Regions from separate parts of the Mus musculus genome. Here all the other regions are linked to region 1. The links are chromatin contacts, called in public Hi-C, HiChIP or PLAC-seq and promoter capture Hi-C maps. All regions are on one chromosome and are shown on one strand. The core of a region is the stretch at or near the end of the contact, and the rest is flanking DNA. Distances in the headings are between cores, read along the strand shown.

Region 1 (7,917 bases), core at 1,702-4,201:
GAAACCTCCTCTCTCTCTCATTACATGAGTTAGTTTTTGCTTTTAATAGTATTACTTGATAAGCATAAGTTTTAAAGATACCACAAGTAGATTAAAAAACACTGATTTATCACGAGTGTGTGTGTGCGCGCGTGTGCACGCACTCCCACATGCACACAGAAGCCAGAAGAGGGCATTGGATTCCTTGCAGCTGGAGCTAAAGGTGGTTGGAGGCACCTATCTTGGAAGCTGAGATCTGAACTCAGGACCTCTGAAAGAGCAGTATGTGCTAACCCGAGCCATCTCTCCAGTCCACATGAAGACTTCTCTCGCTTTTTAAAAGATAGAGTGTTATTTTGAAGTCTATGCTGTCCTTGAAGTTGTGGCAATCCTCCTGCCTCAACCCCTCCAAGTGCTGCTGTGCCACTGTGCCTGTCTACAGGTCCTTTTCTTTATGATTTATGCTACAGGTCTTATTTTAGAAATCCCTTCCTACCAAGGATTCAGAAACACACCATTTTCTTATAAAAATTTAAAATGCTGACTTTGAAAACATTTTTTAAGATTTATTTTTACTTTGTATGTTTTTAAAAAATATTTACTTACTTATTTTATGAATATGAGTACACCATTGCTCTCTTCAGACACACCAGAAGAGGGCATCGGATCCCATTACAGATGGTTGTGAGCCATCATGTGGGTTATTGGCTCTTGAACTCAGGACCTCTGGAAGAACAGCCAGTGCTCTTAACCACTGAGCCATCTTGCCAGCCCCATCTCTGCATGTTTTATCTGAATGTATGTATGTGTACTATATGTGTGCCTGGTGCCTACAGAGACCAGAAGAGTCTGCTGGATCCCCCAGAACTGGAGTTACAGAAAGTTAGGCAGGGCCTTGTGGATGCTGGGAACTGAACCTAGGCCCTCTGGACGAATAGCAAATGCTCTCAATCACATGAGCCATTTCTCCAGGCCCCAGATTTTTTATTTTCTTCATTTTTAATTAATTCTCTATGACTTACCTATAATTCCAGTGAGATAAAAATACATTTTTTTTCATATAGATAACTGGGGTGGGGTTGAGGGTGTATAACCCATAGGCAGGTGCATGAGGAGGCCAGAGAAGGGCCTCCATGTGTCCCGATCTGTCACTCTCGGCCTTACTCTGTCGACTGCCTCTTACTGAATCAGCTCGCTGCTAGGCTGGTAGCCAGAATGCCAAGGTGATTCTCCTGCCTTGGGGTCTGAACACGACCCAGAACACTGGTAGTCTGTTTACTGTGGCCGATGGCTATAAACTTGAGTTGTCACTTAAATCAGATGAAGAGAGGGCAGAACGCTGGAGGTTTAAGCCAAGAGAGATTTCCTGGTCTTCCTTCACCAGTGGCCAGATTAGTTGTGTATCCTTACTCTAAATTTCATTCAGAGTGAACGTTTACAGATCCCTGTCTTAAATCAGAAGCATCTTACACAGTGGCTGTCATACACCCTTCATCTTGAACCCAACTCTAGCCAAGAGGCCACTAAGGTGCACGCAATTCAGCGCATCCAACTTCTGTTTTCTGCAGAGGCTGGAGTGGCCTTAGGAACAAGAACTAACTACCCTTGATATAGCAGTCAAGCTCTCCGTGCTCCAGCCCAGTGCTCACACCTGCCCTCCCCATTACAGGTGCCTCCAATTCCAGAGCTTTCTGAGGCCTTACATGGGGAGTTTCCAAGGCAAAATTAGAAATGGGGTGAGGGAGGGGATATCAAAGTATGAAGTCAGGGGGCCACTCTCCTGAACCGAAGCATATATATGCCACCCACAATGGATTCAGTCTTGTACTTCAGTGTCTGAAGACAGAACACAGGATTGACAGGTGGCTGGAGAATAGGAGATCGAGACCCTGTGTCTGCCGAGGGAGATATACACGGGCTCTGGGAACAGACTGGCTATCTTGAAATATTCTCTCAAAAAAATTAGTCACTTTCTCTTAAATTTAACCTCAGGCAAGTTCTTTAGTCACCCGCGGGGAGCAGCCACATTCTTTGCCAAAATATTAGAGGCTATGAACACATCCGGTTCACCAGTCTCCTAGCTTGGATTCTGGCCATTCCTAAGGGGGAAAAAAATATCTTCTTATACTTTTGCAACTGAATGATACTCGGTGAAATGAATCCCCCTCCCCCTTTTCCTAACACAGCCAATGTTTAGAAACGTTGAGATCAGACCTATGCGTGAGAAGGCCTCACTTGGGACAAAGGAAGGCTTCCGGGGTGGGTGGTCCTTATTTTACAGTTTGGTGCCCACACCTCCCTCACTTTCCAGTGTGTCTCCCACTTTAATCGCACACTAGAAAGCCACGCCTCCGTCCTCTATCCCCTATGCTGGTCATGACGCAGGTCCTGCCGCCTGGGGATCCTGAGCCCGCGGCGCGCTCACCCTTCTCCTTGGTCATGATGGAGATGAGCGGCATCCGCGGGCGGTCACTGAACACTTCAGCCTGCTGCACTAGCGCCTCGCGCACGCTGTGGAAGTCGCTGAGGACCACCACCAGACGGTGGCCGATGAAGAAGCTGAAGATGTTGCCATAGACACGGGCCATCCTGGCCAGGTACACATGCTGGCCCACCGTGTCCGTCTGGCTGCCCGAGCCCAGCCAGAACTGCGGTCGTAGAAAGCGCGGCACCAGCAAGTGCCCGAAGTTACCCACGAGTGGCCGAGGCTTGGGCCCCGGAGGGATGCCGCAGGCGCGTTGCCGCCGCAGCCAAACCCAGCCTAGCAGCACCGCCAGCAGGCAAAGTAGCAGCGCGCCTCCTGTCGCCCGCACGTGCAGTCTAGCTCCCGGCTGCTCCCCTGCCGCGGGACGCTGGTCCCCGAGCGAGGACATGTCCCAGGTACCGCCTGCATCTAGCTCCGCTGCAGACGCGCCGGCACCGCGACAGTAGCCGGCTACATGACTCAAGGTCAACCGCGAGGCAGGGCAAGGCACGCCCTTCCGATTGGCTGCGCCGCGTGCCCCTCTCGGGATCCTCCAGTCAGCTGCTCCTGCATAAGGTGGGGGCGGGACGTCCTACGGGACGGCTGGTGGTGACGAGTGGTCTCTCGCAGCACAGCTGAGCTGTCCTGAGTGGGGTTTTGTTTGTTTGTTTGTTTGTTTGTTTGTTTGTTTTGCCAGTTTAGTGCACTAGCAGCAGCAGGCTCCTCCAGGGGGTGTGAGCTTTCTGTGGGTTTCTGCATATGGCCTGACTATATCAAAACACTCAGAGAACCCGGGCTGGGTGACTGCTTTATTAATTAGCCTTAGACAAGACCTGAAATGCTGAGCTAGTATCCAACAATGTGATGTGTGGATATTCCAACATCTGGGGATGGCTCCAGAGTGCTTTACCTTCCTGTCATTTACAGGCCAGATGTTGTGGTTTCTCTCGGTTAGACTCTCCCTAGAATTGTCGATGCCCCCCCCCCTTTTTTTTCTATTTTAATTTTTCTATTCTTATTTCTATTTTCTACTTTTATTTGAATCTTGATAGCCTAGAACTCCTTATGTAGACCAGTTTGGCTACCAATTCAGAGATCCACCTACATCTGCCTCCAGAATTCACATATTAAAGACATATACTACCATGCTGGGGGAGGGGGTCAAATTCTAGCCCATGCTTGTGGTAGGGAAGTGCTTCACCTGTGATCCACGTTTGGTTCCTGTGTTAGATCACTCCCTCCCAACAAACACACGCACACACCACACAGAATTTGAACACTATGGTGCGTTATAAATATGACCAAAGCTTGAAGGGTGGTGACTTCTTTTCCTATTATGTGGGTTTTTAAAAAATATCTACTGTTCTCTACTGCTTTTGCCGTAGTTAGTAAAGTACACAAATACATTCTTCCTTCTCCCCTCCACAAACTACAAAAGCCCCTGTCACATTTCCAGTAATTAACCCTTATCAGATTCCTTTTCTTGTGTGACTTTAAACAAGATTTCCGAGTATAAGACATTAAGATGTTCATTATTATCTTGTTACTGTCTTGCAACTGGCCGCTCCTGTAACTCACAGTCCAGCCTTAATTGGAAGCCCCCTGTTTACGCTTCCACTGTTGGGTGCGATCACAGGAGTACTGTACTCTCCCCAGAGCACACATACACTTTCCAGCTGCTTGTTGGCAGATGCAGTCTCCAATACGGCATTTCCTTCTCTTTATGCCATTCTCTAACCCACTACTATCGGGTGAGCTCAATTCACAAATTATCTTAAGCTGTTTAGTCCCCCTTTTTCATGGCACAGCAGGAATCTATCCGACCCATTTGTCTTATCTTCTGCCTCTTCCCTGCCACCAAACACCCAGACTGCTGCCGCGTGCCCCCTCTTTGAAATATTCTCTGCAAAAAAATTAGTCACTTTCTCTTAAATTTAACCTCAGGCAAGTTCTTTAGTCACCCTCGGGGAGCAGTCACATTCTTTGCCAAAATATTAGAGGCTATGAACACATCCGGTTCACCAGTCTCCTAGCTTGGATTCTGGCCATTCCTAAGGGGGAAAAAAATATCTTCTTATACTTTTGCAACTGAATGATACTCGGTGAAATGAATCCCCCTCCCCTTTTTCCTAACACAGTTGGAATTAAGAGAGCCCTTCCAATCCTTGTACAACTTTGTCCAAATAAAACTGGACTCTCTAACCATTGAAATTCTGCCTTCAGCTGAGATTTAGATCTTTCAAAGGGGCTCCTCCTTTCACCTCTCCTAGAACCATCACAGGGCATACATGCAGCTAATTCTCGGGATGATTGAACATTGACCTAATTTAAAAACTGACAACTGCCCTCTCTTGTGTGAGATGTAACTGTGCTTATGATGTTTCCTAACTATTCTCTTACTTTCATTAATAGCTCTGTATGACAGATAGAAAGTTGACTTATACCTGTATGTCCCAGTTCATAAAGAACCAATCCCCAATACCTGAGAATATGACCCACATTTCTAGGAAGGATAGTATCCAATGTAATGAAGCTAAAATGAGGCTGTGTGAGTAGTCTAAGGTCAAGTTGAGTAGGTCCTAATCCAGTATGACTGGAGACTATGAAGAGACTAGGGCATGGAAGGCCATTTGAGGACTTAGCAAGAAGTCAGCCCCAGCCTCAGAAGCCAGAAAGACTTTGATCTTGACTTCAGGCCTCCAGAACTATGGGAGGTAAATTCCTGTTATTGAGCCACCTTATCTATAGCCCTTGGTAGCAATCCTATAAATTCATTTAAAAAGCCACGATGGTCTTCCCAACACTGGGAAAACCTTAACTATGACTCATGCAGCTTCTTAGGGATGGACCGCCCCCCCCCCCAATTAAATAAAGGACATTCTTACCAGGTAAAGGGACATTTTTCTGCTTGTTCTGTGACAAAACTTTTCCTAGGGAGACATAGCACACACATCTTCTCATTCCAGACAGGGAACCCATGACAGACTAATGTACTGATAACACCAAATTCCAATTTAGTGAATCTATGAGTTTTATTGGAATGACAGACACCAATATGGGTGAGGGGTTACTTATAGGAGTAGAAGTGACTAAGAGACCATTGCATCACCAAAGCCCACCATAGCATGAGTGACAACTCACACACACTGGGAACCTGGAGTACACTGCACAGGGTGGAGGTAGCTCAATAGGTTGAGAACGTCCTTTGAAGGTGCCTTAGATGGTCTAAACCTGTTCCAGCCAGCTTGGCTGGTCTCTACTTCTTCCAGACCCCTGGTCTGGACTGCAAGTCTTCTCAGAAGCTTGGCTCTTTTGCTTCTTTATTGCTCATGCTAGCAGGGAGGGGCTTAGTGAATCTGGTCAGTTTCAGGGACTTCCTAAAGCTATTTTGAGTTATTTACCTTCCTGTTTAAGGAGCTCCCTGCAGGATAGAATGTTTTAATCTTGGAGGAAACTGTTACACAACACTGTTACATCTTCCCCTTTAAGCAGATCAATAGAGTTAAGACCCAGAACAGTACAGGAAGAGATCAGGGAAGAGTCTTGGGTAAGGAAGGAAGAAAGATGGTGACAGCGTTCAGGAAAATGATCGGTTTTATCCAAATATGATTTTAAACCAGTCAGTTGCCTTCGGAAATCCTTCTTGTTTTACGTGGGCTTTGGCCTAAGCTGTTGGTAACTGTATACGAAAAATATCTAAGTAAGATTGTTATCAGGAGTAGTGTTAAATTACTTCATTTGTAAAACCACAATTGTGCAACTGGTTTGTAAATCCTCAGAGAAGTACATGCCATACATCATATCTTTCCAAGGTCAGTGAGCAAGAACAGATTGGATTCAGGGATTAAGGAGGTTTTGTAAAATACCAATTGAAAGAGAGAGCAGAAACGCTATTAATACTATTTAGTTGTACAACAGCACTGGCTGTTACCGCAACACATGCTCTGTTTTAAGTTCTTATTGTTTGCTTTGATGTACTCCTTTAAATGCGGGCTATACATATGTTACTTTTTTTTTTTTTCTTTTTCTTTGTTCAGTCAGAGTCTTTCTTTACTGCTCTGGTTGGCCTGTCACTAAGTATGTAGATCAGGCTGGAATTGAGCTCACAGAGATCCACCTGTCTTTGCTTCCCAAGAGTTGGAAATGAGGGTGTGTGCCACCATGACCGTCTGCATACTTCTTTAGATGCATAACCTCCCATGCCTTCATGGGCTGTAGATTGAGATGATGATACCTGCACCAAATATAAGGAGTGAAGGAAACCACCAGCCCTCTATCTACTGCGTGGTCCCTGGTCATTAAGTTGCTGAGGCCTTAATACCTGGAGCTCAGTGTGCTGCCTGCTAAGGTTCTCTCTGTATTAGCAATTATTGATTGCTTTAACAGCAGAGAGCTGAGTGCTGGCCCCATTATTTGGTATTCTTTTTCTTTTTCTTTTTTAAATTTTTTAAAATTTCTTTTGTTTTGTTTTGTTTTGTTTTGTTTTGTTTTGAGACAAGGTTTCTCTGTGTAGCCCTGGCTGTCCAGGAACTCACTCTGTAGACCAAGCTGGCCTTGAATTCAGAAATCCACCTGCCTCTGCCTCCCAAGTGCTGGGATTAAAGGCGTGAGCCACCACTGCCCAACTGGTATTGCTATTCTTATGGCTCATCCCCTGCCTCAGTGTTTATGTAAACGTACACCTTTCTCACTTGCTGATTGGCTTAATAAAGATGTGACGGTCAGTATCTAGGCAGAAAAGGGAAGTGGTCTTCCTGGCTGAGAGAGGGTCTCTGGGAGAAGAAACAGAGGCAGGAAGATTCACCAGAGGGATGTGGAGGAGGTGGGAAGTACAGGAAGTGAGAGAGAAGTAGCAAGCCACATGGAGGATCATGGACTAGATTAGTTGGGTTAATTAAGTTAATTAGAGCTAGCTGGCAGGTAGCCTAAGCTAAGGCCTAAGCCATAATAAAATTAGTAAGTCTCTGTGTAATTTTTCATCTTCTGGCAGTATTGTTACCCATTGGAAACCCTGCCAACACTTCCCAAGGCTAAGCCTGGCCAAAGTACGTTTGCTCTATGTAGCCTTTATTGTTTTATATGATGGCCAAACAGACCTCCCCATCTTCACTGGGTACCATTTTTATCCATCTCTCAACTGTTGGTTGCACATACTTACTGTGATGGGTCTTGAGGAGATGTAGCCAGTGCCCTCCCTTCCCTTAAACACTTAAATCTCAATGTAAAAGCAGAATTTCAGAAGTAAGAGAGTCCAGTTTTATTTGGACAGAGTTGTGCCAGGATTGGGACGAATATCTTGTTTGATTCCAAAGTCAAACAGGTCAGTGTCCTACAACCAGGGTCAGCAGTAAAAAGAAAGAAATCATGATGCACCCCACAGCACGGATAAATCTCAACAAAACCATCATGCTGAGTGAAGACGCTTGATCAAAAGCAGAGGATATATTGTATTCTTTGTCCATATGACATCCCAG
Region 2 (7,917 bases), core at 2,081-4,580, 210 kb after region 1:
AAAGTGGGCAGGGACCACTCATGGTACCAGTGTTCACATTTTCTAGAACATCTTGCAGGTTATAAATGAAACAGTCATTTGCCTTTGAAAAGGGCACTGAGTCATGCTGGGAAAGATACTTGCATTTACTGGACCTCCTCCACGTGAGCATCTGTGTGTACATGGCTAAGGTGGAGCCAGTGGACAGAGAGAGTTGCAAGTAGAAGGGGGGCCAAAAGACAACAGTCCACCCAACACCCTCCGCTATCAATCTCTCCTCACAACCCACGTTCATCTCTCAACTCAAAAAGGACGAGGGGCTTAGATGACTTATTCAATGAGCCCTTCTCTTAAGAGGAAGAAAACTTCATGTATATTTCACAAGAAAAAGTATCCCCCAAAATACTATGCAGAGAGATTATTGGCATTCTAAACAATGCACGCATGTAAAGCCAGAACTGCAATTTCGTTCTTGACATCCCTGGGAGCACATACTTTTATTATTATTATTATTATTAGGTATTTTCCTCGTTTACATTTTCAATGCTATTCCAAAGGTCCCCCATACCCACCCCCCCAATCCCCTACCCACCCACTCCCCCTTTTTGGCCCTGGCGTTCCCCTGTACTGGGGCATATAAAGTTTGCAAGTCCAATGGGCCTCTCTTTGCAGTGATGGCCGACTAGGCCATCTTTTGATACATATGCAGCTAGAGTTAAGAGCTCCGGGGTACTGGTTAGTACCAACCGGTAAGAAGAACACATGCTCCACTATGTTCATAGCAGCCTTGTTTATAATAGCCAGAAGCTGGGAAGAACCCAGATGCCCCTCAACAGAGGAATGGATACAGAAAATGTGGTACATTTACACAATGGAATACTACTCAGCTATTAAAAATGAAATTCCTAGGCAAATGGATGGACCTGGAGGGTATCATCCTGAGTGAAGTAACCCAATCACAAAGGAACTCGCACAATATGTACTCACTGATAAGTGGATATTAGCCCAGAAACTTAGGATACCCAAGATATAAGATACAACTTGCCAAACGAATGAAATTCAAGAAGAACGAAGACCAAAGTGTGGACACTTTACCCTTTCTTAGAAATGGGAACAAAACACCCATGGAAGGAGTTACAGAGACAAAATTTGGAGCTGTGATGAAAGGATGGACCATCTAGTGATTGCCATATGCAGGGATCCATCCCATAATCAGCTTCCAAATGCTGACACCATTGCATACACTAACAAGATTTTGCTGAAAGAACCCAGATATAGCTCTCTCTTGTGAGACTATGCCGGGGCCTAGCAAACACAGAAGTGGATGCTCACAGTCAGCTATTGGATGGATCACAGGGCCCCCAATGGAGGAGCTAGAGAAAGTACTCAAGGAGCTAAAGGGATCTGCAACCCTATAGGTGGAACAACAATATGAACTAACCAGTACCCGGGAGCACATACTTTTTAAGAAGTTTATTTGTAAGGATGTAGCTCATCATGGGCATTTCAATATTTTTCTTTCAAAGTTGGTGTAGGGATTATTATTAGTCCATTTTATTAATATTAGTAACTGTTTCATGTAGGCAGACCTTTTAAAAAAAGATTTAATTTATTTATTTTATATATATGATGAGCACACTGTAGCTGTCTTCAGACACATCAGAAGAGGACATCAGATCCCATTACAGATGGTTGTGAGCCACCATGTGGTTGCTGGGAATTGAACTCAGGTCCTCTGGAAGAGCAGTCAGTGCTCTTAACCTCTGAGTCATCTCTCCAGCCCTTAGGCATATATTTTTTGCAACTACTTTTAATAAATGTTCAACCTATCCTCTAGCTCACCCCCCAGCAGAGGTAGGGGAAGAGAAAAGTTATTAGGATATGGTGGAAGTGGACCTGTTCAGCAGTAGTTCATTGGGGGCGGACTTAATCTTCTTTCTCAGCAGTTCAGTCCCATAGCAAACACCAAATATGAACCAGCAGCTGCAGACCGGTCCTCTAGGCAGATACCACACATGAAACAGCAGCTACAGTCTAGTCCTCTCATCAGGCAGATGACAGGCATGAACCAGCAGCTGTAGTTCAATCCTGAAGAAACTACAAGACTCGCAAACTGGCCTGAGGCGAGTCCTTGGAAAGCGGCAAGCTGCCACAGGAACCTCACAAGCAGTTCTTGGGCAAGTTTCTCTCAGTAGCTGTGTTACCACAAATTGAGCTCAACAACACTATGCAAGGTGAACCAATACATGCGCGTCTTTAGCCAAGAAGAGCAAAGTGGACCAAACCAAACCAATGCCCAATGCTCGTCTCCCACTGTCTAAACATACCATTATTAAATATGTGCAGTCATATTTATACTCCTTCATCATGGGTCTTCTAAGGTGTCTGCTTTAGCAAGACATCCTTTCACCTGTGTGCTCCAGCAAAACATTTGACATGACTAACTTTCCAAAGAAACTAGAAGTTTCCACTTCAGTTTCAAACCTTACAACTCAAAAGAACCAGGGAAATAGGTTTAGACCAACAGGAAAAGGGGTCATAATTTCAAGTTATGATTTTATGCATTTTATGTATGTTTTTAAAAAGGAAGTTAAGATGTTTAGACTAATGGTTTCCAATCTTCCTAGTGCTGCAACCCTTTAATACAATTCCTTATGTTGTGGTGATCTCCGTATTATTTTCTTTGCTACTTCATAACTGTGATTTTGCTACTGTTGTGGATCATAATGTAAATATCTGATATGCAGGATATCTGATTTGTGACTCCTGTGAGACAGTGGTTTGACTACAAAGGGGTTGTGACCCCCAGGTTGAGCACCACTGCTGTTGACTATGAGATGGAGGGATTGTGTATGCTGTTAGGTCAGAAACGTAGTAAGTTTTTTACATTCAGCAACTGATAGAGATCACAATGCTTCCAACTGAGACTCAGTCTGAATTGGGTGCAGAAGCAGTGGACTAACTGTACTGGAGGACTGAGAAGGAGAAACCCCAGCAGGAGCGCACAGGCTCCCCACCCTGCTCAGTACAGGTCTTGACACCAGCGGTCAGTCCTGAGGCAGAAAATCTAATTAATATTTACTCTAGTATGCCTTTTAGTTTTCAAAAAAATAACTTGGCTTCCTTATTTGCCTACTATCAACAAACCCAGGAAAGCAACAGTAACTTAAGTGAGGGCTCCAAGTATGGCCTCGAGGAAAATGATTATAAAACTACAAGAAAGTGCTGGCTAGATCCAGAGAGCTGAGCATGATGGGGTGCAAATGAGTATTTTCCAGGCTCGTTTGCCAGAGGACAGTGAGGTTGACATTCTGACAGGTCATTTCCATCTCCCTTGCTGGCCTTGGACCTTGGAAGGTAGTTATAATCATGTGGACTAAACAAACCACTGTTAGCTGACACAGTACCATAGCAACACATGATTCCCATTGGCTCCTTGAGGCACATGGCAGAAACTCAAATGAGAGCTGGAGAAATGGCTCAGTGGGTAATGCGCTTGCCACACAAACTTGAGGACCCGAGTTCAGATCCCCAGTACCCAAATAAAAGCCAGGTACAGTGGCATGACTACACTTGTCTTTGTGCTGCTGAGGCAGAGACAGGAGGATCCCTGGGAGTTTCTGGCAAGCTACCTTGTCTCAAAACTTAGGGGTGTAGGAAGACTGGAGGAAGGCTGGAAAGACAGCTCAGTGCCTTGGGCTTACAAAGGACATGGGCTCATTTCCCAGTAGTCACATGATAGATTATAACGTCTTGTAATTCCAGGTAATTCTAGGAATCCATAATACTCTGCTGACCACCACAGGCACTACACCGGGCATGTGTGTGACATATACACACACAGGCAGGCAAAACACCCATTCTCATAAATAAATGCTAAGTAAGCAAGCAAGCAAACAAACAAACAAACAAACAAATAAGGTGGGGAAAGAAGAAATTGAAGGAGATACATCAGTGTACGGTCGCCATAGCTGCACATGTACATGAACACACACAAACACACGTACACATCCACAATAATGGTTCTACACTGAACCACAGGGGATCTATCAGCTGTGCAGAAGGCAGCAAAGAGGGTGAGTTAAATTCTGATTACTATTTAAAATCCTAATGATTCCAAATGCTTTTTTGCCATATTTTGTTCCAACGTGAATTGGTTTTCCAGTTGCTTCAGTTTCAAGAAACAGCGTCTCCGAGTAAGCAGCAGCTTAATCTCTTAAGGAATGGCCCTAAGAGGGCTGACTCCAGGATTTATGAATACTTGGGAAGTATGCTAACAAAGGGGGAAATGATCACTTTGCTTCTAACAAACACCACTTTAATTAGAACAGTAGAGTGAGCCTCTCTGCTTTTCTCACTTGGCAGTTTGTCTGGTGTTACAGCTAAAGTAGCTTAGGATACCACTGAGCCAGAAAATATGCTTCAGTGTTCCTCTCTTACTAACATCTCACAGAAACACTCTTTGTAATCTCCCCACAAGTTGCGAAGTCCTTAAAACGAGTAAACACTGAGAGCAGCCAGCTCAACGTTTCTCAACAAATGCAGAGTTTGCCGTCTTGTTGTCACAAAGAAAAGAAACGAAATAGTAAATACAAATTAACTCTGTGTATTGTTAATAGTTTGGACCAGAGATGTCCCTCCAACGACCCATGTATTAAAAGTTCAGTGGCCAGTCTGGTGGTGGAGGCACACACCTTTAAGGTTAGCATTCAGGAGGCAGGGCCAGGTGGATCTCTGAGTTTAAGGTAGCGTGGTTTACAGAGCAAGTTCTAGGACAGCCAGGGCTACACAGAGAAACCCTGTCTTGATGAGGGGGGTGGTGGAGAAAGTCTGTGGTGCTATGAAGAGGTGGCTAAACCTCTATAAGTGGAAGATTGGTCCCTGGGGTACCCTTGCAGGGGTATTAGGACTCTGCCCCTTCCTGTCTTTCCTTGCTTCTTTGTTGCTATGAGGTCATGAGCTTTGCCCTGCCCTGCTTTCCCCTGCCACAGTGTGTTGTGCCACATAGACCCCAAAGTCACAGGCTGCTGACCATGGGTTGAACCCTCGGAAACTGTGAGTCTAAGTTATCTTTTCTCTAAAAGTCAGTTGTCTCAGGGGACGTTCAGTACCTGAGATTGTGTTTCCTGCACCCACCTATGCTGGGGTCCACCCAGTGTGTGCCTGTCATCCCAGCACGTGCGGGGGCTGAGCTAGTGGAGGACTGCAGCTAAGAACCTTTTTTAATAATCCGAAGTAAAGTTGGTTTTTGTCATGGTGACAGGAAGTTGCCAAGTACCTATGTCCTATGCATTAATTTTCTATGTGTTTATAAGTTATGTCGGATGAAATCCAAAATGCCTCTGGGAATTTTTGGAGGAGGAGGTTGGAGATAACACGTAAAAGCTGACGTTTTAGAACACTTGAGATAATAGTTTTAAAGGTACAATGGAGCTGTCCCATCTTCCTCCCTTGGACTCACACATTGCATCTGGATAACCTTAAGACACGGCAGCTGCTGGGAAGGATGCTCAATGGAGCTGAGGGTTTGAGTGTGCAAATTCTTTGACTAAAATATCATAAACTCTTTCAGTGGATTGATTGGCACCGGGCACCTGGCACATTTTATTTGCTGAAACAGGCCCTGTTACTGAGTGCTTCTTTGCTGTTGTTTTGTTTCTATGATTTCAAATATTTGTTTTGAGTAAGGGTATCATGATGTAACCCTGGTTGGCCTGGAACTTACTGTATAGACCAGGATGGCCTTAAACTCACAGATACCCTCCTGCCTCTGCCTCCCAAGTGCTAGGATTGTAGGCATCCACCACCATACCAGTTTGCTACTGGGTTTATTTATTATATCTAGATTCCTGAGAACATGAACTCTTATTTACCAACCGTAAAGACTAACACCAATTAATTAGTTTTACCCGATGAAACGATTTGGAAGTTCTTTTTAACTGTAGGGAGAAGCACAGTGTGGCCGTGTCTAGTCAGGGATGTTCAGTACCCGAGACTGTGTTTCCTGCACACACCTATGCTGGGACCTGCCCAGCTTCTGGTTTTCATGATGTTGTCTTGTCCACTGTCAAGTCTATTAGGAGGGAAGCTAGTCCAACACTTTGTTAATTTGGAGACTGTAGTAACTGAGCTGGATCCATTTTTCTTCCATTCCTTACGGGTAAGTAAATATTCTTCTGCATACACTATACTAGTTTAAACAACAAAAATTTCGACATCTGAGCAGCAGGTGCACAGGATCCTGGAAGTCTTTGTCTGAGACAATGAATAAGAAAACCCAGGACTGAGCCCAGGTGTCAGACGGGTTCCTGCATTGTGCTTAAATAAGCATGTTTCTGGTCAATGGTTTATAAACATTCTTGTGTTTGCAAAGCTTGGTTGAGTTTTAGCATGTCAGTCACTTTAGCATCTGTAAACTGTTTTAATTATATTGTCATTCTAGATAAAGTGTACTATTCTAAATACCAGATTGGGTGGCTGCCTACCAACTTGTATTCTGTCTTTTCTCTAAATTGTACAACTTCCTGGCTTCCCCGCCAGGCAGCCATGTCCAGACCCCTTTAGCTGGATTGCTTACATAGCTGATGTCTTCCCAATGGAACACATGTCGAAGAGAAATGTACTATTCCCAGATTAAGACCTCAGACACTACATGGCTCTGGATGGCAAATATGGGCTGCATTGTGACTGCACTTCAATACATGAATGAGGAGAACACCCTAGAGAGTGGGAGAGAGAGACCTTCCCTCGTTCAACCAGTATTTACTGACCATCCATTCTCTGCAGAGAATATTCTAGGTGCTGAAGACATGTAAGGGAATGAGGGAGAATAAAATCACTGTTGTCTTTGAATGCAGGCACTTGAAAACAAAATGAATAGAATATCCAAATTATTTTAAAGAAAGAAATGCTAAGGGGAGAAGTGACTCTGGGCAGGAAAATATGGCAGGGCCATGTGGTGCCGTGCCTTTATAGGGGACTAAGCACAATCAAACAGCCTGGATGATGGGGTGTGGGGAATGTCTGTGCTCTTCTGGACACGTGCTGAGATGAAGGTAGAGCCAAAGAATGTTTACTGAGGACCTGGGTATGGGCACAAGGGGGTGGGGGGAGATACTGGTAGCATCATTTTGGAGAGGCAGCAAGAAGATTTCAGGGTGGCTGATACCTGTGACATCATGGTGATGCCTGTTAGTCTCCAGTACCAGAGTCTACAGGTTAGAGAAGGAATGTGATGAAAACCATGACTTGGAGAGTCTATATAAATGCATGTTATTGAATAGTGTGAGGCTAATTGTCAATGAGATCATCTGGAAAATACGTGATGTACAAGAAAAAGAAACGGCTGAAGGGTCATTTAGAGCTGTGGGAGAAAAGAAGATGAGCCTCACCCCTACTGCAAAGCCAAAACTAACTTAGAAAGCTGAACTAAGGGTGGACAAGAAGGGTAAGGGTGGACCTGGAAGGAAAGGAGTCCGGAAAGCAAGCGAAGAGAAGTAGGTTTGAAAGATGGCAATGAAAGATCCTGGGATTGTGGCAAGCAGACAGCTCCCTTGTCCATCCTAAAGGAAAACGAGAGAAAAACAGACTTCATTAAGAGGTCTGCTGAGGCTGGGCAGTGGTGGCACTCGCACGCCTGTAATCCCAGCACTTGGGAGTCAGAGGAAGGTGGATTTCTGAGTTCAAGACCAGCCTGGTCTGCAGAGTGAGTTCCAGGACAGCCAGGACTGGGCAGAGAAACCCTGCCTCAAACAAACAAACAAACAAACAAACAAACAAACAAACAAACAAACAAACAGGTCTGCTGAAGTGTTGAGCCTCTTTACACCGTTTTAGACTTTTATATTACCACCAGGCAAATAGTAGAACCCACGTCCAGATCTCCCGCAACCAAATTAACATGACAAAAAACACTGTGAGTCAGGGTTTCCTGTAGCC
Region 3 (7,917 bases), core at 3,887-6,386, 190 kb after region 1:
TGTTAGGTGACACACAACTGCCTGTAACTCTAGCTCAAGGGGATCTGACATCTTTTTCTGGCCTCTGTGCAGATACACACACACACACACAAGTAAAAATAAATCTTTTAAAAAAGAATGCAGAAAGTTTTGGCTTGAAAAATACACGTGATATCAATGTAAATACAACTTATATAACCAATTGTATGGCTACATTTCAGGCTGTTATAAGTAAGCCACCCAGTGGCAAAGGGAAGCCCCCACACATGGTTTCCCATAGACATTTCCATTCTTCTTACTGTTCCTTTAAGGTTTCCTTGGACTCACAAGCCACAGTAGAACATATTCACTCAACTGAACAGGATCCTTATCTGACCAAGGCTGAATTCCACACCCTTTCCATCCGAATATGCTTTGCAAAACCACAGGGATAAACTAACTAATTAATTTTTTGAAACAGGATTTCACTGTGAGGTTCCAGTTAACCCGGAACTCATTATGTAAAAGGTCTTGAACTCACAGCTGGGACTAAGGGTGTGTGTGTCACCATGCCCGGATAACATACCTTTAATCTAAATGGAATTAGAAATGAAAACAGAAGCCTAAGGCGACATTGATAACTGACTCAGCAGCAAACAGGGGTGACACATTAGTAAACCTCGAGAGTCTCTATAAATAGAAATGTACTATGGTCACAATGAAGACCATGGACATTTCTTGTATTTTCATTAAATCGACCGGACAGTGTCGTACGGATGATTACGAACTTTTTGAAAAAGTTACCGACTTAAAACTAATACAGTTGCCAGGTGAGGTGACTCACACCTTTAATCCTGGCACTCAAGAATCAGAGGCAGGTGGATCTCTGTGAGTTCAAGAGCCTGGTCTACAGAGTGAGTTCCAGAACAGCCAGGGCTACATAGAGAGACCACTTCTCAATAGAAAACAAAACAAATGAACAAACAATAAGTAAACAATATAAAATTAAAACAATTTATTCTAAACCTAACATACTAAATATAATAATATAAATATCTGAAAATATTAGCTCACTGATGTAATTGTAGAAGTAAAATTTCCCCTCAGAGCCGCCTGGAAAAATGAACACAAATCTACCCTGCTTTATTTCCTCAGGAAAAAAAAAATAAGGTTAGCTTTATGACTAATAATAAAAACACAAACAGTACTTTTAAAAAGCTGGAATGTTCTTTTCATCAGATAATCCCCAGCATAATGAACCAGAGCCCCGCTGGGCAGCTCCACCAAAGTAGATCCTGGAGCTGAATGAAGGCTTTAAAGAACACGGAAGTGGAGATTTTTAAAAAAAGAGGAAAAAAAAAAAAAAAGCAGGGGGACCAGGGATGTAGTCCGTGATAAAAGCACAAGCTTAGCCACCCGGGATTTGATCTTCCACAAAGACTCAAAAGTAAACAAACAACAGCGCGTTCATTTCTAAGTCTGAAACCAGCCTTTGGAGAAAGCAGCTAAATTAAATAGATTTATTTACTCTTTAAAATGCAAAGCATCTGGGAAAATAACCGTGTTGTATATTGAAATTTCATGCAAAGCTGCTAAAAAATAAATAGGGAAAACGTGGGTTCAGCAGTTAAGAGTGGGTACAGAGAACCTGAGTGAGTTTGATTACTAGCACCCACTTTGGGGGGGGGGGGCTCACAACTATCTGTCACTCTAGTTCCAGGGAGATTTGACACCTCTAGCCTCAGAGGTGCCAGGACTCAGGTGCACAGACCCACACACATATACATAATTAAAATTTAAAAAAATAAGAAAAATGTTTAGAAATAGTGATAACTGGAGACAAACAATATGGGATCGGTTTAAAAAACCAAAAAAAAAAAGTGTGAGAATATTTTAGTGCAGAAGTCATTTTTATAATTGAGTAGGGGACGAGTTAGAAACTGTAGAGAATACACCCAGTTTTATAGAGACCAGCTTTCCAGTTTTTCACTTTGGGAAATTTCAGGTCACTGCCACAAATCGCGTTCTCCCCAGTCAAAAGGAAAGTAGGAATGTGTGCCATGTTGCTGGAGGGATGGCTCAGAGGTTCGGAGCACTGACTGCTCTCCCAGAGGACCCGGGTTTGATTCTAAGCACCCACATGAAGGCTCACAACCATCTATAACTCTAAATTCTAGGGGATCTTCTCTTCCTCTTCAGACCCCCATGGCCCCGCATGCCCACCGTACACAATCGTCCTGTCAAGCAGATCACCCATACACAAAAGAGCGAGGGCCACCCTCGAGAGGTTGTACTGCGACTAGCTATAGGAAGCGGGTCGCACCACCCAGAGCAATCTCAATACATGCTAGCTCCAGCTCTTACACGCACAGATGTGCGAAAACCAGGAAGGTATAATGGTTATGTGATTGCTACGGTGAAAACAGATTTCTTCTGCCCATTTTCCTACATACTTCTTCACATTACGAGAGTCACACACAATGGTAATCCTGATAGAGCTCCACCTTAGCTCTTTGTTAATAGGAAATAAATCTTTGTTGAGGTAAACACACCGTTCATATCTCATTTCAATGAATCTTTTTTACATTATTTAAACTAGTCAAGAGTCTTTACTAGGTAAAGCAAGATGTCCTCCTAGCCTCACAGGAACGTAGGAGCTCCAACGGAAGAACCATCGGACAGACAGCCACTAATCGGACAGACGGCCACTAGAGAGGTAGCCCAGTCATGGCTTGCCTCCTCACGGGTCCCAGCCCTCTTGCTCTTGGACCCCATAATACTTGGATTTACTTCTACTGGACTGTAAGTCACAAGGGCAGCGACAGCATCTCCTTTACCTCAGCATTGTTATACAATAGTGGCTTAATAAATGTTCAGCAAATATGTGAGTTGAACGACTACCTGATACTCATAGTTCATGACTTGATTCCACCAGAAGATAAAGGAAAGCTATGCTATCTTTAGTCTAGAATTCTTAGGAATTGTTGGTGGCGGGGGGCGGGGGCCAGGAAGCAGGGCATGGTAGTGCATATCTGCAGTCCCAGCATTGGGGAAACTGAGGCAGGAGGATCTCAAGTTCAAGTAGCCCTACACAGGAAGATTGACCTTCCTGGCTCTCTCTTCCCTCCCTCTCTTTTCCTCAAAATATAGCCTCAACATATCACTTTTTAAAAAAAGGCCATAATCTGTATTTCATTGTTTTAGCAAACAAAAGATAACTTCTCTTTCTCTGTATATTTTGTTTAAAGTTGCACGGACGCCGGGTGTGGTGGCGCACGCCTTTAATCCCAGCACTCGGGAAGCAGAGGCAGGTGGATTTCTGAGTTTGAGGCCAGCCTGGTCTACAAAGTGAGTTCCAGGACAGCCAGGGCTACACAGAGAAGCACTGTCTCGAAAAACAAAACAAAACAAAACAACAACAAAAAAATTGCACGGACAGGAGAGCTAACGCAGGACTTGGTTATTACCTTGGGTCCCCTACATCCCCACAGCCACTGCCTGCTCTCCACACTACCACCGCTGTAGATATGAGACCACGTGCTTCTGGTCCTTCCTAATACCTCCTAGGACTTTCACCAAGCTCTGGGAAAAAGAAACTCGGGGTGAACAACCTAGAGGTGTTGCTGAGTTTTTCTAAAGGTTCAGAAGTCAACCAGTTTGACTTACAAATGAAACGAACAGTAAATTAAATATTAACTTGCTTTTAAAAAACAACTCCTTTACTTAGGAGATCGCTATGAAACACGACTCTATCAGTGGACCAAGGAATATGGTCTATAAAAACAAAAACAAAAATGAACTTTGCTTGCTTCTAGGAAAGGAGAGGAGAGGAGAGGAGAGGAGAGGAGAGGAGAGGAGAGGAGAGGAGAGGAGAGGAGAGGAGAGGAGAGGAGAGGAAGAAATGGTAAAGAGTTCGCTACAAATACCTTCTGCAGAGTCCAGGCCTCTCATTCTCTGTGTGTCCAGCTGCTTTGATGTCTCTTAAACATTTAGTAGCTCCCAGGACAGAGGGTGGGGACAAAACCTTCTTAGGTATCCACCTGCAACGTTTAACTTCCTGGAAACCTCCCTTCCCACTCTAAGGGAGTAGACAACAATATTTCACGTGCTAACCTGGGCCCGCCAGATCTGTCAGAAGGAAGCTGGCATTTACCTAAGCCAACTGGAACTTGCTATTATTTACAGGTCAAGAGTTAAAATTTATTGAAGTTTGCTTTGATGAAAGAGGTTTACGTTCAGACTTTTGTACTTTCCAGCCTTAATTACTAACCTCATTAATCCTTACTTAATCGTTGCTATTGTCTAAGGTAGTCCTAATGCCATTTTTACCTGTTCGGGATGGTTAACATAACCGAGGTGAAACCAAAGAACTGAACAGTTAAAGGATTCAAAGTTCACGCGAACACACTGACAAAAAGAGTTGAGCCTCTTCAGTATTTCAAACACATGTCAAAATAATTTAAGGTCATTTTAGAAATAAGCAAGTCTTGGAAATAGAGGAACGGCGGATTAATAAAAGATTACAGGATATAGCATTTGAACTATTTGCTTCTGAGACAGAACGATCACCGGACCCACAGATTGTGACGGGGTAAGGTCCACTCCCACCTCTCTGTGCTGACAAATCGAATCTCCCTTCCTTAAGGGGCGCGGGTCTGAACGCCAAAGGTCCTGTTGGGCAGCCTGGAGCTGGTCTTGTGCACAGCTTGTCAGCGTGTGGCAGCCTCTCCTCCACCACTCGAACTTCAACCCTGACCCCCCAGAGCGGCACTGCACAATCTACGGTTTAACCTGTGCCATTTCAACACCATCACCAAGTATCCGAAAATGGGTCGCAAATGAATGAGCAGCAGGCTGGGAGGAGAGACAGCCACCAGCTGACCCCCAGCAGATGAAAACTGAGCAAGGATGCCCGGGGCGGGGCGGCCTGTGGGGAGGCGGTGGCGACCAGAGCCACGTCCCCCACTGGAGCCACGTCCCCGCGCGCTCCGCAGGACGCGCAGCCCGCAGCCCATCCTCCTCCCGGCCCGGCGCTCACCGCTCGCAGCCGGTGCTCGCACGCCGGGGGCGCTCGCTGGGCGCAGAGGACCCGGGGGACCGGGCCCGAGAGCTGCAAACTTTGCGCGGGTCTCGCCCGCATAGGTAGCCGCTCCGCCCCAGGCCGCAGTCCGGGCGCCGCAGCGGGCCGGGCTCCGGGCGGCTCCGGCGGCGCCGAGGGCGGGGTCTCCGGCCGGCGGAGCCCGGGGCAGCGCGCAGCTCTGTTTACCGCGGGCCCGCCCTCCTCCCCAGCCCGCGCCCTGACATCATTCATTCTCGCACTCTCGCCAGCCCTCTCCTGCTCCCAGCCGTGACTCACCCCGGGCCCGAGGCTCCCGCGGGCTCCCGCGACTCCCGGCGACCGAGTCTCTCCGGACGCCTAGCCGAGCTCGAAAAACCGGTGCGACTTCTTCGGGGAGGCGATCCCAGCTGGCCGACCGACCCTCCCTCCCCTCTGCGGCCCTACAAGATGCGGCGAAGGAGGGGCTTGGCAGGCAGCACGAGGTGGCTCCCGGCCGCAGGCTGAGCGCAGAGCCGGGCAGACCTCCCTGAACGCGGGCGGGGATCAATCTGGGAAAGTTCTCTAGGTGCCGCTCCCAGCAACTTTCAGGGGTGGGGCAGGGAAGGGATAAGCCACCTCCGCACCTCCTCGGGTTTCGGAAACTGCTTCCTAATAACGACGTGTGCGGGCCAGGGGCACCCGCTGACTCAAGGGGTGGTGCCCCGCCTAGGTCGAGGGGGTAGGTTTCCAAACATCACAAGACCGCTTGGCGAGGTTAGTCACCACGGGCCTGGTGGCACCTCTAGGTGAGCTGGAAGGGTGCTTGTTCCCGGTTAGTGAGACTAATGATGCTACCCACCTTGTCATTTGCTCCGTTAGGTGAATTGCGTCCTGGCAAGGATGAGAAACCGGAACCAGAATGACTCTGAAAGAGTGACTCTCCACTTAAATGAACCTGTGCGTTTCTGTTGCCTTGGGGCACAAGTGTCCATATGTGTGTGTGCCCCCCAACCCCCATCCCCGGCCCCGGCTGATCTTACCAATTAGGTTGCAGGAAGGGTTGCTTCTGTCTAAAAATGGCCAAGGATCAGCATTTCTTTGGAGTCGTTTCCACACCTTGTAGCAGTTTTCAGTCAACCACGGTCGTTTTGGAGGGTGTCACTAGGCATCCAGGCAGCTGGCTAAACCTCCAATGAGTTTAATTGATAGAAATGCTTTTTATTGCATTGCCTACTTCCCTTCTGGTTTTAAGTTTGAACGTGTAGGATTGTACAGACTGTCCTATGGGAGTTAACATAATCCACAAAAACAACAATAAGCATTTCTGGTGTTTTGTGTGGGTATCATTTGTGTCAATAATCATTAAACCCAATGGCAGCAAAATAGAACTTTGGAGGGGAGGTGCCAAGGTGGCAGGTCACAGATGATGTCACAATCCAGAAGTTTAAGTTAACCTCTCCTGCAATTAACCACAGGTTAGACTTCATTGTGGGGAGCGCACTTGTTTTCAAGTTACAGAAAGGTAGGAACCCAGAAAAGAGCATCAACAAATAAATTTGTTTTCCTTGGGTTTATTTTTCCTTTGCAATGAGGAGTTCCTTTTTACTTTTACAAAACCTAGGCATTTTGCCCAGAAGGCAATAGAAATGGATTGGCTTGCTAGCATGCTGACCAAGTAAATAGAAATTTGAACTAACATTTTTTCCCCCCCAGACAACCACAGATGTAATTCAGAAGTTTAGTGTCTTGATCCGTGGGTGCAGAGAGGGTCAAGATTCTATGTAGGTGAATCTGGGTGAACAACCCACCTACCTCCTACTTCATAATTCAAATATTTTTACATTATGGAGATATATACCTAATATAAGTATACCTATATACTTAAACCTAAGTAAAGACCTGAGGAAAACGACGCTGTAGGATTTTTGAACTGTGTACATGGGTGAAGTTTTAAGAGCCCCAAAGCCCTCAGCCCTGGGTGTACCGTTGCAGGATATGATTGCTATAGATTCTACATAGACCTCTGTGCCGAAAACTGTTAAATGGAGAACTAGGAACATGTGGTCCTTTGTGCTTCAGTTGCCTATTCTGTCATGCCATTTACAGAAAAATAAAACTGGGAGTGCTGAAACACTCCCATAATTCTCGCTTTTGGGAGCCAGAGTCAGGAGCATCGGGAGTTCAAGACTGCTCTCCTCCATATAGGGACCTCAGGTCAATCTGAGCTACATAAGACCCTGCCTGACTCCAAAACTCTCAAACAAACAAAAGACAAACAGGTAAGAGCGAGTTTCTGAAGGAGCTCGGTGTAGTTTTTCTGTGATGTTCACTGACTTTTAAAACAGCAGATTCTGGGGTTGGAGAGAGTACTGGCTGCTCTTCCAGGGGAAGGGGTGGGTTTCAATTCCCAGCACTCATGGGGCAGCTTACAACTGTCTATCACTCTTGTCCCAAGGGATCCAATGCCCTCTTCTGGCTTCTATGGGCCCTGCATACACAGGATGCACGAAAACACCTATAGCATAAAAATAAAAATGTAAAAAGAAAGCAAATTATTTATCTAAATGCCCTTGTTTTAACAGTTTCTTTTCACTGAAAGAGGTTTCTTCTTTCTTTCTTTCTTTCTTTCTTTCTTTCTTTCTTTCTTTCTTTCTTTCTTTCTAACCTACTAAAGTTTACTAAATCCATGGTTCATCATCTTTTAAAATGCTGTTTGTTTGGGCTGAACAGATGGCTCAGCGGTTAAGAGCACTGGCTGCTTTTACAGAAGACCCAGGTTCAATTTCTAGCACCTGTATGGCGACTCAACAACCATCTGTGACTCCAGTTTAGGGGACCCGACACCCCTTTTCTGGCTTGCACAGGCACCAGGCAAAGCACCTACACACATAAATCTTTAAAGGATAAATGATGTTGGTGAC
Region 4 (7,917 bases), core at 1,652-4,151, 160 kb after region 1:
CCTAATTATAAACTCTGAAATTTAAAATATCTTGAAAGGCTACACTGTACTTCACTCTGCCCAACATAGACTGTGCGTCTGAACCATCCCAGGAACAGGAGGCCACCCATCATCTCTTCATGTTTAAAGCCCAGAGAGAAGGCTTTGGGCGAGATTACCAGTCCGTGGCCTACGGCCCCTGCTTTCTCCAGTGTCTGCGCCCTCCCTGGCTCAGTCTGGCTTTTCCCTCCTTGGCACAAAATTGTGCTTAGATACAACCTTCTAAACCCTTCAGAGGAAAAAAGTTAGAAGCCGCAAGAATGTCCCAAAGTCTAACAGCGAAAAGTAAACTATTTGACATTTTTAACAAACATCCAGAAATCTTTACAAGAGGGGGAAACCCCATTTCAACACTGGAACTGAACATGTTTTTAATCTGACTGGTGAGCAGAGAGACTCAAATTTTTAGAAATTACTATTTCTCACATAATAATTAGTCATTAAGTAACCCCAAACTATCAAGCTGCTATTCAGCTGTAAAATAAAATAAGTCTTAGGTTTTACAAATATGAACAAAATTTAGAGGAACATATTTACCAGGACATTGTTAGCGACAGTGAAAAGCACACTAATTAAGTGCACAATAGCTAAAAAAACCCCACTTGTGTTGTGGTAAATACAAGGGGATAATTGAACATTCCTGTACCATGTGATATTGTGACTGGTAAGAGGTTCCTGATATCCTCGTGGTTAGAGAACAACGTTAGGTGTCTCCCTATACCCCGTTTCTTTTCCTTGGTTTAGATTTTGTTATTTTCCTTTATATGCATGAGTGTTTTGCCTGCAGGCATGTATGTATGTTCACCACATGCGTGCCTGCAGTGGTCAGCAGATTCCCTTAGGATCACGGATGCTTGAGAGTCGTGCCTGAGGTGGGTGCTGGGAACTGAGCCTAAGTCCTCTGTAAGACAAGCAAGTGCTCGCAACCACTGAGCCATCTCGTCAGTCCCCTCTCCTGTCTCTTGAAAGCTTCATGTGTAAATATCAAGATGACTACAGAGAACACCAATTTATAAATTATTTACACATTCCTCTTAGTCAGGAACCAAGTTTTCTTAAACAAGGGCTGCTACCATAACTAAAAAGAAAAAGAGACAACACACCTGCAGACGAAGAAAAGGAAGAAAAGGGAAAGAATGAGAAAGGCGGGAAGAAAGCTTCCAAGACAGACTTCCAAACATGGCAGCCACAGCACGTCTCTACAGAAGCACCCAGTCATCACCATACACTGAGGACTGAAACAGTAAGCCTCAGTTTCCTTGTCTTCACTACATGTTAGAGAACCCATGCTGCTGAAGAAATAAAAATTCTCAGTCCAGCTTATTAAAAGTTTTCTTTTCAGCAAGATGCCACTTGTGGTCCTACCACCAAGCATTGAGGTGGCCCACCGCTCTGATTAAATATAGCTTAATTACATAGTTGAGAGATTTAAAGTACGGATTCTCACTATGACTGCTACTCTTCCTTAAATAAAAAATAAAGCCTGTGTTTGAAACCAGATGTGAAGCCAAGCACAGTGACATACCAGTCACCCTAGCACTTGGAAGGGAGAGAGGATGTCGGACCGGGAGTTCAAAGGCTATATCGGAAACCCAAGGCCAGCCTGGGCTACATAATACAGCTTTTTAAAACCAAAACAGAGAAAGAGAAATGAAGCTCAAAGTAAAAATGAGTCAAGAAAGAATTACTAAATATGAAGAGAGAAACAAATTTACCCGTGGGTCCCTTCTGCCCAGGTAGAGGAGATCTTTGGCAGGGACAGAGTAATATCAGCAAATATGGATTCTAAGCCAGAGGGAATCCAGTGGTATGTTTAACCCACCAGGTTAACAAGTATGAGATGGTTGCTCTAAGTATCTCAGCAGGATAAACAAACACTGCACTAACCATCCAAGAACGAGGACTCTCGACTCCTTATACATGATAGAGCTCTGTCTTGAAGGTAATTAAATTACAGTAAAAACACATGTTTAAATAAAATAAATGTTAAGATGGTAGGGTTAGAACAGGGAGGTTGGGAACACAGAGGAAGGTAAATTAAAGGGCTAGCAGCTGGGTATGAGGTAGTAGAGCTGACCATCAAGAGGAAAGGCTGTGACTGTGATTCAAGCTGCCTTGACCCCTGACAGCAGGACTCTGGCTTCCTCCTGCTGGCATTGCTTGGCAAGGCTTTCCAGTGGCTTGTGACACTTGTGCACTTAGGCCCAGAGGGCCTGGATGCATTAGCGCTCACCTCATACATATCCATAAAATGCCAAAATCCTTACACAGAACCCATGGGCTGCTGTCTGTCTTGGGGTAGTGCATGACAACCCCTCTTTAGAAGGCTGTTTAGCTATTCTAACTTAACCATATCTTAGCTAAATAAACTTCTATTAAACTGGCTCTTGACTGAATTCTGCCCTTCAAGGATTTAAGAGCTATGGGTCTCCCTCCCCGCATGCAGGACCGTATCTGCTACATTCCCTTGGTTAGCAATCCACTTCCTGTAGTTACCCACAGCCCATTACAGTCCCAGCCCTGTTGTTTATCCTTGTAAGGTTTCTGAGATGTTTCTTGCTGGGCCTTCTCACTAGTTAGAGCAATTTGCTTCTTCTGGGGTTAACATGGCTTCAGCAACATCCATCTCAGACATCTATGCCCTGCAAGGCTCCAACATTCCTTCAAAGGAATCCCCAAAAACGAACCATGGTGGCAGATTTATAGAGATGTATTTCACACGGGAAACTTTCACATCCTTAAGTTCCGGAGGGAGGGCGTGTGTCAGCGCAATGGAAGTAAAGAAATGGAGCTCTCGGGACCTCAGCGCTATTTGCTGTCCAAACGGAAATTAAAAACTAAGACAGCAGGAATAACCGGAGAAAAGGGAAGAGGAAAACCAGAAGTGAGTTGTGGGCAGGAGGAGATTTTGCAACTGGATTTTGAGTAAGGTAAAGGAAGATGGCACAAGACACTCAGAAGCCTGGTGTTATGAACATGAGTGCGGGTGGGCAGGCTCATCTGGAGATGATGGAGGGGACTGGGGAGGGACTGGGGGAGGGCCTGCTGGGGGAGTTGGGTCCACACAAGTTCCAATGGACTGTCAGGTGGTCACTGGACACAACTGGGCTGTCAGGGCAACTCAGACACGCTTGGCCTTGAATCATACATAGCCAGGGTCTACCTCTCCCCTTAGATAGCAGGGTCAGCGAAAGAGGGGAAGGTTGAGACTGTTATCTAACCTGAGGGTTACAAGTTGTCTTCTGCCCTCAGTAACCCAATTCAAATCGTTAAATTAAAACCAGAAAGCTGAGAGGGGCTGAGTGATGGTTCAGTGGTTAGGGAGCTTATGGCTCTTGTGGAGGAACCGGGCTATTCTCAGCACTCACACGGGGCAGCTCACAGCCACTCCAGCACCAGGAGATCCACACCACCTTCTGGCCCACGGGGGAACCAGGATGCACGTGATGCAGATAAACGTACGCACGCGCAAGCACACACACGCATACACACACAAATAAATGAGTTGTTAAAAACTGTCTAAAATATAGTAGAAAGAAAAAAGATTTCTTCAATAAGGTTACAATGGGGAGAGGGACAAAGAGAACTAGTTGAATTCCTCAGATCTGTCTCTTAGGTCCAGTCGGGGTGGTCCCATCCACCCTTAACCCCTCGCTGTCTGAACTTGAGTTTCATTCTATGAGGTGATCTGGTGAGTTGTCAGAGCTGGGTGAAATGACTTTCCAGGAGATAAAGTCTCCTCCAGTTGGAGCCCTTTCCTTCCCCCAACATTGAGATTCATAGGGAAATCTCATGTCTTTGGGTTCATTGTTGCAGTAGTCTGATAGTCAAATTGAGACACATGGTCTCTTTACTTCACTTCTGGCAGGGACATTAAATGACTTTGATGATTAGCAAACAGACGAGTCATCGTGGACATTATCTTGTGAGAAACGGTTAATCAAGGGTGGTTAGTCCAAAGATCAATATTCAATAAGTCTCTATCTATCTATCTATCTATCTATCTATCTATCTATCCATCTATCCATCCATCTATCCACCCATCTATCTATCCATCCATCTATCTACCTTCATATCTTTAATGCTGCCTACCTGGTAAAACTTCTGTTTGCATAAAGGCCTCTGCTGCATTCCCAGGAACTTGATGACCCAAGCTGCCCACCCTTTCCCCCTTTCCTTCATTTCCTTTACACAGATTATGAACTAGCCCACAGCATCAGATGAGACACGGTCACCACCTACATTAGCACAAGATTACGGGGATGGCCCTCCCCCAGGGCCCATGTGCATGCTAACCCAGACAGGGTCGTGCTGTATCCTTTTGACAAAATGAAATTTGCCTTGCTGGGTTAATTTTGCTTTGTTCGGGTGTTACTTTGTGTGATGCCAAGAATATCATTTTCCAGCAATCTTGATCTGATAATAAAGGCACCTTCAGGAGAAGTATGTGACTTCGCCCATGTGCCATGCCCTGAGGCTTCTTCTCGCCCCTCTACAGCATCTAACAGGTAGGAGGATCCTTATACATCTTTGCTTAACCTTTCCTGAGAGTGAATGATTGGTTCCAAGGGAGCCAAGAAATGCATGCACGTGTTGTCTTTCCAGCAAAAGCAGACCACTCGTTCATACATCCCCTCCCCATTTTCCCTTCTGTGGTGCTAACGACTGAACCAAAGGGTTCACCCACACAAACGCTCTGCCCCTGGCCTCCTAGTCTATACTTTACGTTGGTGGCATGTAATGATACATGGTGAGCCGCCTTCTAATGGTGAATACCAAGAGACAGGAGCAAAGGGGCTTCCTGAGGGACACGGCATGGGTCCATCAGAAGATACGCCCTGTGACCTTCAGAAAGTCACTTGAATCTGAAGACCTTCAGGGAACTCAACCTCACTACATGCTTCACTCTCGTTTTCCCGGTACCTAGTACTCTGCCTGCCGTCTAAGAGACGCTCATCAAGGCTGCACTGAGGGAGACAGGTGAGCACGGTGGACCAGGAGTCTTTCTAATCTGTCTGAATTTCCTACTGCTGTGCGGTTTACAGCCACAGCTATAAGGTACACCAAGCCACTCAAGTTTAAGTTAACTGAAACAATGCACGTCCTTGGCTCCACCGGCCATTTCAAGTGCCCATTGGCTGCTATGGCCGCTACAATGGATGCAGAACCATGGAACCCTCATTACCATGAAGTTCTGGGCAGGCCTGCTGTTGGGTACATCAGAGAGTGATGGAAGCACACTGTGCCCATGAAAACACAGCCCTGTCGTCTAGAAACTTCTGCTGATGGAACCCAAGGGAATCGGAAGAAACAGAGCACTCCAAGAAATCCTTGCAAGGCCTGTTTCTCACAGAGAAGCCTAGAGCCTCTAACAGGTTATGCCTCAGCGACTGGGCACCTCATTACAAAAGCATGGAGGGGCTGATGTGGAAAGTATTTATATGGCCATGTATTTGGCAATGTGTTTTAGATACATCAAAACCATAAACCATTGAAGAAAACAGTGGGTAAGCCGGATCTCACTAACCTGTGAAATTTCTGCCTGCAAAAAGGCAGTTAAGAGAAGTAAGACAATTCACAGACTAGGAATTCGCTTTCCATTCAAAATACATAACTGGCAATGCAGAGAAACTCTCAGTGCGGAGGCTTAAACTCCCAATGCTTAAGAGCACGTGTTGAGAATCTAGGTTCACTTCCCAGCACCCACATGGGGTTTTACAACCATGGGTAACTCCAGTTCAGGGAGATCCGATGGCTTCTTATGACCTCCACGGGCACCAAAAGCATATGTGGTACATACACATGCATGCAGCTAAAACATTCATATATAAAAGAAAATATAAATCTAGATCTCTCTCTGGTTAAGAACGTTGTTTCTGTTTGCTTATTTTAGTATTCTGCTTGGTTGCCTGGGTGTGTGAACTTGTGTGTAGTGTGTGTAGTGTGTATGTACACCAGGTATTGAACCCAGGGCCTGTGCATGTGAGGAAGTACTCTATCGGAGGGCTACATTCTGAAGTAGTAAGAACATTCTTGCAAGGATGGTGATACGGCTCAGTGGGTAAAGGTGCTTGCCACCAAGCCTGAGGACCTGAAGTGGATCCTTACAGATACAGGCCCCCATCAGAAATCAAACTGTCAGAGGAGTCAAACAATGGCCTCTGAGAAGCTGGAATTTCCGTGGGAATCTCATGCTGGGAAGAAGAAAAGGCTCCAGGCTGGTGCCACCCTGAGCAGGAACCGGCCTCCTGGAAAGAGGTTATAAAGCTCAGAGTGAGGCTGGGACAAGGGGGAGGAGGGCAGGGTTGGTCCTAGCCTGCTCAGTTATGCACACTTCCTGTCTCCTATTTAAATCTAAGCTTCAAGCTAAGACCCTGAGCGTGGAGTTTGGGGGGGTGAGAGGGGTCCACTGGATCTCTTCATTTGCTCTTCTGCTCAAGGTGAACACACAGAGTACATCTTCCTCTGGTTGTCCCTGTCACTTCTCTGTCTAGTTGGCACACTGAAGGAGGATGGCAGAGCCTAGTAAGTCAGGCTACAGGGCTTAAGCTGTGACCCTAACAACTTGGGTAACAAAAACCAGATCAATGGCCATACAAATCAGCAACCAAAATCCAAGTATGAGCAGTTAGTCAATCTACCTTTGAGACAGCTAGATTCCATTTGCACACGAGCTACTTCCAGTGACTGACTGCTTGGTGGGCTTGTCTGGCTCCTTTGGGTACTGAAGAGTCATATCTTACAAAGAGCATGTACTCAACATTTTTGAAAAAAGATTTGTTTATTTTATGTGAGCACATTGGCGCTGTCTTCAGACACACCAGAAGAGGGGCCTCAGATCCCATGACAGATGGTTGTGAGCCACCATGTGGTTGCTGGGAATTGAACTCAGGACCTCTGGTAGAGCAGCCAGAGCTCTTAACCACTGAGCCATCTCTCCAGCCCTGTCCTCACATTTTTAAAGCCCTTCTTTATGCACAACCACTTTGGTTTGCACATTCCCCATCCCTACAGTGACACAAGCTCTTAAGTATTTTAATCGCTTCTCAAAAATTGACCTCCTATATTCCTTCTAAACAGACAGCCCACAGGCCTTGTACTCCACCATTAGACGGAAACCTATCTACAGAAATAACAGCCACATACCCAAAGGTTATTTCTCAGCAGCTTTCAAAATTCCATCCAAGCCCTACACTGTAATTTCAAATAAAAACAATTCATCCTGAAAGACCTTCTTGTGGCTTCTAGGGACCACATTCCCAGCGACAGATTCCACACGGACGGAGGCTGCCTCCCTGGATGCCCTTTATAAAGTAGCATTCACTCAGGGCACAGCAAATTTACTCTTAATCTCAGCCCACAGGATGGGAGACCTTGGAGCCTTCTCAGCCCCAAGTCAACCTCAGAGGGAGGCTGACCTGAGGACTGGCCTCAGCCCCACCCCACCCACCCACCCTCCATCTCCTGTTGCCATGGCAGCCGGAGCTAACAGCTCGTGTTGACAAGTGTATCTATGGCAACTCATGGCTGACACCGCACTTCTTTCCACTTCTGCTTCCAAACCCAGTATTGAGAAACCATGGGGGTAGCACTAAGAGTTTATAAATCAATGGCGCGGGCACACCCGAGAGCTCTGCTGGTTAAATCTTGGATATGTTTAGTGTCCAGCTGAGTTCTTTATACAGACACTCCCTCTTAAATTAACTTTTTTTTTTGAGGACGAATGATTTTTAAGAAGGTATTTCTTTTTAAACTTTATACTGAAACAATTAGGTGATCCTTAGGATGTAGACATAGCTAATGAATCACGTGAGTATGTGCTCAGCCCTAAGGCATTGGTAATGTTTCAGTGAAAGCGGGGCTCGAGCGAGGTCCATC

What was found. A called contact is a pair of places that touch in the nucleus more often than the background predicts. HiChIP or PLAC-seq counts read pairs in DNA pulled down with a chosen protein or histone mark. Capture Hi-C pulls out chosen DNA fragments and counts their contacts.
Region 2: a contact with region 1 is called in a Hi-C map of liver, with 2.1 times the contacts expected there. The contact joins the enhancer-like site here to the promoter of Cyp2u1 in region 1. A contact is called at or near these places in 8 of 39 promoter capture datasets (cancer-associated fibroblasts, embryonic stem cells, epiblast stem cells and 4 more), 1 of 15 datasets of contacts at CTCF or cohesin (the NIH/3T3 cell line), 22 of 484 Hi-C or Micro-C datasets (the AtT-20 cell line, CD4 T cells, the HPC-7 cell line and 16 more), 25 of 115 datasets of contacts at active chromatin or transcription factors (VIP interneurons, bone marrow-derived macrophages, craniofacial prominence and 15 more) and 5 of 9 other capture datasets (adipose tissue, embryonic tail, liver and 2 more).
Region 3: a promoter capture Hi-C map of liver shows a contact between it and region 1. The contact joins the promoter of Sgms2 here to the promoter of Cyp2u1 in region 1. A contact is called at or near these places in 1 of 39 promoter capture datasets (neural stem cells), 11 of 484 Hi-C or Micro-C datasets (the N1E-115 cell line, Sertoli cells, bone marrow-derived macrophages and 5 more), 25 of 115 datasets of contacts at active chromatin or transcription factors (astrocytes, bone marrow-derived macrophages, cardiomyocytes and 15 more) and 3 of 9 other capture datasets (adipose tissue, liver and pancreatic islet).
Region 4: a contact with region 1 is called in an H3K4me3 HiChIP or PLAC-seq map of bone marrow-derived macrophages, with 2.1 times the contacts expected there. The contact joins the enhancer-like site here to the promoter of Cyp2u1 in region 1. A contact is called at or near these places in 1 of 15 datasets of contacts at CTCF or cohesin (large pre-B cells), 3 of 484 Hi-C or Micro-C datasets (bone marrow-derived macrophages, embryonic stem cells and forebrain), 13 of 115 datasets of contacts at active chromatin or transcription factors (bone marrow-derived macrophages, craniofacial prominence, embryonic fibroblasts and 5 more) and 3 of 9 other capture datasets (adipose tissue, liver and pancreatic islet).

What each region holds. Positions count from the first base shown.
Region 1 is chr3:131,300,276-131,308,192 of GRCm38.p6, forward strand. Cyp2u1 (cytochrome P450, family 2, subfamily u, polypeptide 1) reads right to left here and starts at 2,952. Exons shown (of 5, transcript NM_027816.3): 1 at 2,405-2,952. The coding sequence starts at 2,852.
Region 2 is chr3:131,513,496-131,521,412 of GRCm38.p6, forward strand. No RefSeq gene overlaps it. Among named protein-coding and RNA genes, the nearest start is that of Gm36863, 8.3 kb to the left of the region's middle. Within about 2 kb of position 3,331, at least 3 of the 459 cell types and tissues checked have an H3K27ac peak or open chromatin away from gene starts, as enhancers often do. A contact at or near this core is called in liver, where this site is marked.
Region 3 is chr3:131,485,094-131,493,010 of GRCm38.p6, forward strand. Sgms2 (sphingomyelin synthase 2) reads right to left here and starts at 5,137. Exons shown (of 6, transcript NM_001379585.1): 1 at 4,997-5,137. It overlaps Gm36753 (a long non-coding RNA gene), which reads left to right and starts at 5,423. Exons shown (of 5, transcript XR_003954556.1): 1 at 5,423-5,953; 2 at 6,472-7,917.
Region 4 is chr3:131,463,545-131,471,461 of GRCm38.p6, forward strand. The region is part of intron 1 of Sgms2 (sphingomyelin synthase 2); the gene reads right to left. Among named protein-coding and RNA genes, the nearest start is that of Sgms2, 23 kb to the right of the region's middle. Within about 2 kb of position 2,902, at least 39 of the 459 cell types and tissues checked have an H3K27ac peak or open chromatin away from gene starts, as enhancers often do. A contact at or near this core is called in adipose tissue, bone marrow-derived macrophages and liver, where this site is marked.